Linked DNA regions of Sus scrofa: region 1 is linked to region 2. A link is a contact called in public HiChIP or PLAC-seq data. All regions are on one chromosome and are shown on one strand. The core of a region is the stretch at or near the end of the contact, and the rest is flanking DNA. Distances in the headings are between cores, read along the strand shown.

The links. HiChIP or PLAC-seq counts read pairs in DNA pulled down with a chosen protein or histone mark.
Region 1: a contact with region 2 is called in an H3K27ac HiChIP or PLAC-seq map of alveolar macrophages. The contact joins two enhancer-like sites. A contact is called at or near these places in 2 of 5 promoter capture datasets (fetal liver and liver), 28 of 47 Hi-C or Micro-C datasets (adipocytes, adipose tissue, alveolar macrophages and 16 more) and 2 of 2 datasets of contacts at active chromatin or transcription factors (alveolar macrophages and skeletal muscle).

What each region holds. Positions count from the first base shown.
Region 1 is chr6:95,052,792-95,055,491 of Sscrofa11.1, forward strand. The region is part of intron 2 of MACF1 (microtubule-actin cross-linking factor 1); the gene reads left to right. Among named protein-coding and RNA genes, the nearest start is that of MACF1, 94 kb to the left of the region's middle. Within about 2 kb of position 1,435, at least 11 of the 83 cell types and tissues checked have an H3K27ac peak or open chromatin away from gene starts, as enhancers often do. A contact at or near this core is called in alveolar macrophages and fetal liver, where this site is marked.
Region 2 is chr6:94,977,968-94,980,667 of Sscrofa11.1, forward strand. The region is part of intron 2 of MACF1 (microtubule-actin cross-linking factor 1); the gene reads left to right. Among named protein-coding and RNA genes, the nearest start is that of MACF1, 19 kb to the left of the region's middle. Within about 2 kb of position 1,369, at least 55 of the 83 cell types and tissues checked have an H3K27ac peak or open chromatin away from gene starts, as enhancers often do. A contact at or near this core is called in alveolar macrophages and fetal liver, where this site is marked.

The DNA.
Region 1 (2,700 bases), core at 185-2,684, 75 kb after region 2:
AAATGACAAAAAAAAAAAAAAAAAAAAAATACATAAATGTCCAATGAGTATATGAAAAGATGCTCAACATCATTAGTCATTAGGGAAACATATAATCAGTGCCACAATGAGCTACCACTTCATACCCACCAGAGTAGTTACTGTAATCAAAAAGGCACATGAAGATATGGAGAAATTCGAACCCTCCTATATTGGTGGTGGGAATGTAAAACTGTAGAACTGCTTTGGAAAACAATTTGGTGCTTCCTCAAAAAGTTGGAGTTGCCACATGATCCAGCAGTTCTACTAAGCATATATCCAAAGAAATGAAAATATACATCCAACAAAACTTGTACACAAATGCTCATGGCAGCATTATTCATAATAGCTCAGAAGTAGAAACAACCTAAATATCCATCAGTTGATGAAAGGATAAACAAAATGTGGCATATCCATACAATGGAATATTTATTCGGCAATGAGAAGAAATGAAATAATAATTGATACTAACATGGATCACATTAGATATTATGCTAAGCAAAAGGAGCCAACTTGAAAACATTCTGCTCTAAGTGAAAGGAGCCTGACACCAGAGACCACATACTGTATGATTCCATTATACAGAATAGGCAGATTCATAGAGACAGTAGATTGATTAGTGGTTGCCAGAGTTTAGGGGAAGGTGGGTTAGGAAGTTACTGCTAATGGACATAGGGTTTCTTTTTGGGGTGATGAAATGTTCTAACATTACATGATGGTGATGGTTGCCCAACTCTGTGAATATTCTAAGATCCACTGAATGATATACTTTAAAAGGATGGATTAGGTGTTATGTGAATGAAGTTCAGTAAAGCTTTTACCCCCCAAATTTAGGGTGATTTGTATGTCTAACTAGGATTTTGTCAGTTTAAACTTGACTCCTTATCTATGCCACCATGAATCTCAAAGTTAGAGCATCACTGTCTTGAGCACTGGGTAGATTACTGTTGCCCCAAAGCCTCAAGGTAAGAAATGTGGGTTTGCAATTACTTCTTACAGAATAGTTGATGGCGCTTTGTATCAGGAACCAAACCTTTTAAGATGGGTTCTCTGAGGTTGAAGCCATTCCAAGTTTTAAGTGTGACTGTCCTTGCCCTGCCCTGGTACTTCTTATTTATCCCTTCAACTGTGTATCTCCTGGAATAGATTATGTTTTGGGTCCCAAACCCCATTCCTGGCTCCACCAAGAACCTTACTTCTTTTCATTTCTTACATTTTTCCTCCAGGCTGTTGACCGTGCTCTGAGGCATTCTTTCCTAGGAGGTGTGGAGGTAGCTGGAGGAGCCGCTGGGTGGCGCCCTGCCCCCAGAGGATTGACAGATGAGAATGACTTTCCTGGAAAAGGCTTAGTCCTATGTTGGCAGGAAGAGGTGACTCATTTTTCATCAAAGGAATTTCAAAGAAAATGTAATGATAGGACGATGTCACAGGAGCAGGTGGAGACAGGAACCTTGACTGAGGGGCTGAGGGAGGTGCTAGATAGTATGGTTGCCTGGGTAGTCAGAATGGCTGACTGGCATGGATCACAGGAAGCGTCACCTGTTTTTCAGTTCCTTTCTCCTGAGCCCTGGTGTGTGCTGTTCAGTGCCTTCAGTGCATGTGGTCAAGCCTGTGCCTGTCTTGGGTGTACTGTGTTTGTATCTGGGTGAGACATCTCATGACATTCTGTGCGAGTTGTAGATTTATTTCACATGCGTTGTGTGTAGGGGTTCCTGTACTCTGTGCATCAGCTCCATGGCTCGCAGGGTCTATATCTGAGAGTGGAAAATCACACATTCATGGTGGCTCATTTCCCCTGGTGTGTTAGATACAAGAGCTTGCCTAGATACTAGAGGGTTGGATCCCAGGGACTTTACCTTATTGCCAGAAGTACTGCTTCCCTCCAGTGTTTTGGCAAGAGCTGGGTCTGTGCTCTAATCTTAGTTAAGTTTCCTTTTTTTTCTTTTTTTCTTTGAGTTGAGTGCCCTTCCTTGGTGTGTATGGATGAAGCTGATAAGTGGGGGAAACTTAAGAGTCAGGGGGAAGGATAGTTAAGCGCTGGTATCTTTTCATGTTGCAAAGCACTCAAATTGGTTAGGTGTTGAGGCTCCCATTTATGTTACGACTGTGAGGAGTGCTCCTGGTCATCGCTGTGTTTTAACACCTACCAGGGTCTGTGTGATTGTGAGGTTGGAGGCTAAATCAGTTTACAGAAGGTAAAAGAGAAGATATTTATTGCTAGTATTCTGCCTTAGGATTCAGGTCTCACAAAATATCAGGGAGAGATGGCTTAACAGTATCAGTTGCTGCTTTTATGCTTTATGAATCATTCATCTGAAAGTGGGGTGGAAATAGGGACTTTTAGATAGTATAAGACTCTTCCAAGAAGAGGAGATACTGCTTCTCTTTAAGATATATCATAAGCAAGAAGAAAAAGTAACAAACAAGCAACAAGCCAAACAAACAGACAAAACCCCTGAAATTAGAAAAGGAGGGAGGAAAGCTTTATGTATTATTTGGTTCTGCCTTTAATTGTTGCAACCTCTGTTTTTGGATGATACTACTGGGTACACTGTGGAAGTAAAAGTGATCTTTGGGATGGGGTACAGAGGACATGAATCACACAACTTGTTTCTTAGAGGAAGGTGCTGGGCTTCCCAGGGCCCTCATTGGCACTATTTCTCCTCCCTCCTTGTGGCACTT
Region 2 (2,700 bases), core at 119-2,618:
AGCTCTCTTAAAAATCTCAAGAATGGGACTGAAATGGAAGCCCGAACCCCAATTTCCTCTGCTCAGTATCACATGAATTCTTTTTTTACTTGCTAAAGTGCTGTTATTATGAGGTCAGCCAGCCTTTTAACCTACAACTGCTTTTCCACCTGCAATCCCCCCCCCCAAATCAAGTCAATAGACTTGTCCTGGCTGGGTAGGATAATGGCTGGATGGGGGTAGATGTGGCAAAAAGATCACCTGCATTTACGGGAGTTCCTCAATCACTGCTCTTGGTTGGCCCCAGTGCCCTCCATGACTCTGGGACTGAAGGATACAGAACTGACTGGAGGAGCAGAGCACGTTGGGAACTCCCGCCTCAAAGTGGTCCCCAGTACCTCCCTAACGGTATTTACCAGAGTCCTTTCTTCACTCTTTCCTTTTCCCTGATGGCAGAGGAAAATTGGCTTCCCTTTTCCTTCCCCTCCCAGCTATGCTCCAGAACCCTTTTCTTTGTTCCGTAGAAGTCCTGCTTCAGCCTCAGGTTCCCACATCTCTCCCTTTTGATCTAAGCCTCTCTGTTCCCATGGCTGTCACAGTGTAATAATCCTGTTGCATCTCTTCCCTATAGATTTGTGTCCTCCTGTCTCATGCACCCCGTCGTGCAATCAGAATCCTGTTTTCATTCCCTCAGGTGTCATTTCTCAGGCCCTGGCTCCTCATTCTTGGCCTGGTTTACTTCATGGAGCTGGGTCTGCCCTCTCATTTCGAGTTCAGTTTCTGGAAAACCCTTTGTTCCTGGGGTTCTTTGTGGTCTGAGTGTTCCCTTGGCCTCCCCCGGCCTCATTCTGACCCTGTCTAGCCTGGGGATCTATCTAGGTCTTCGGCTCTCCCTTCCCTACAGGTTCGCTGGGTCCTTCTCCAGCGCCGCACAGGCCCAGCTCGGTTTCTCTTCAGCCAGGGGGCTCCCTCCTTTGTCCCGGCTCGGGGTGCGGGTCCGCGCCGCCTGGGCCACCCGCCCGCCCCGCCGAGTGGGCCCGGGCCTCTCCCCGCCGCTGCGGCCGGCCGGGCCTTTCATCCCACCAGCCAGGGGCCTCCCACCCGGCCGGGCTCCGGCGGAACGCCCCCGCGGGGGCCGGCCTCCCGTCCGGGTCGGGCGGGGGTCCGCAGCCCCGGGTGGGGGGCACCCGGGTGGGCAGCCCCGGGGCCGATGACGCGCCGGGCCGCGGGGGCGGCGGGGAGAGGGGCGGGGAGCGGGCCGGGCCTGGCGCTCCCGACGGGAGGAGACGCCGCCGTCGCCGCCGCCGCCGCCGGCGGGGCGGGCTGAGGGAGGAGCGCAGCCGAGGGGTGGGGAGGCGGAAACGCCAGCGGGACCGGCGGCGGAGCGCGAGCAGCCGGGCGAGCGGGCTCAGGAGCGAGCGCGAGCGGCAGGCCGGGCGAGGCGAGCGCGAAGCGGAGAGCCGAGAGTCGGGGCGCCGCCGCCGCCCCCGGGCCGCACAAAGGGCCGAGGCTGGGGCAGCTGCCGCCGCCGCCTCAGCGCGCGGGCCTGGAAGCGGCGTCCGCCGGGGCCCCGGGAGAGCGCGGCGCGGGCGGCCATGGCCGGCTACGTGCCGGGTCAGCAGCCGGCCAACCGCAGCCAGGAGAAGGAGTTCGTGCAGGCGTACGAGGATGTGCTGGAGCGCTACAAAGGTGCGGCGGCGGGCGGCCGGGGCCGGGGACTGGCCAGAGCCGGGCCCGCGGCAGGTGGGGCGGCGGGCGGGGTGGCGCCCACCGGTGCTGGGGCCGGGCCGGAGCGGCCGTGGGCCGGGGCCCGCTCGTTTCCGGAGTTGAGGTGAGCCGCCGAGCCCTCTCCCACCTGGGACGGCGCCTTCACAGCACTAGTTACATTATGTGCCCTGTTATCTGGCCCCCGCTGGAAGGAGGCGAGGCCGGGAGCTGCTCGGAGACCTAACGCGGCGGGGAGTGCGGGGAGGAGGAGGAGCCGGGGCGGGAGAAACCACCCGTCCTTGGAGAGGCTCGGACCTCCGCGTGCCCGCCAAGGGTCCCTCGCCCCCTTTTGTCTCCCTCGGCCTCCGATCGGTCGCATGGCAGCCGAGGCTGTGAACCACCTCGGTCACTTGGGGGTCGGGGGGCAGCGGGCGAGCATCCGCCGGGGTCCGTGAGTGTGCAGTTTTGGTGACGAGGCCTCCTCCCACCCCCAGCCCCTGGGCTTCGAGCCTGATGAGGCGGGGGTCTACTGCTTTTTACCTCCCACCCCCAAATAAAGATTTGTTTTGGAGCTCGGATTTCCGGTCCTGGAAGCTCTCTTGCTAAGAAGTTCTGCAAGTTAATGCTTCATCCAAACCCTGCAGAGAAAGTTTTGACAGGCCCAGAGGCTCGGTGGACCGCATTTCCCTAACTGGTGTAGGTGCCCCTTACGTGGAAGCCAGGGATGCAGTGGCCTTAGGAGGCCCCCCGGCTCTGATCTTTAACATCCAGTTCTGGGGTTTGGCTTTGTGTAGCAGTTGTGCTTTCCACAGACATGGAGATTTTCCCAGAAACTACATGGGCAGCACTTTCTCCTGTTTTATTCAGCTGTGGCCCTTGTGATTGGGCCTTTAGTTTCTTTTCATGTGAAGGAGAGGAAACTTCAGCTCTTATGACCGGGTCCAGCATGCTTGTTTACAACACCTACCCAGTGAAGGGAAACTAATGAAAAAGCTGTAAAATGCTCCTTCCCCC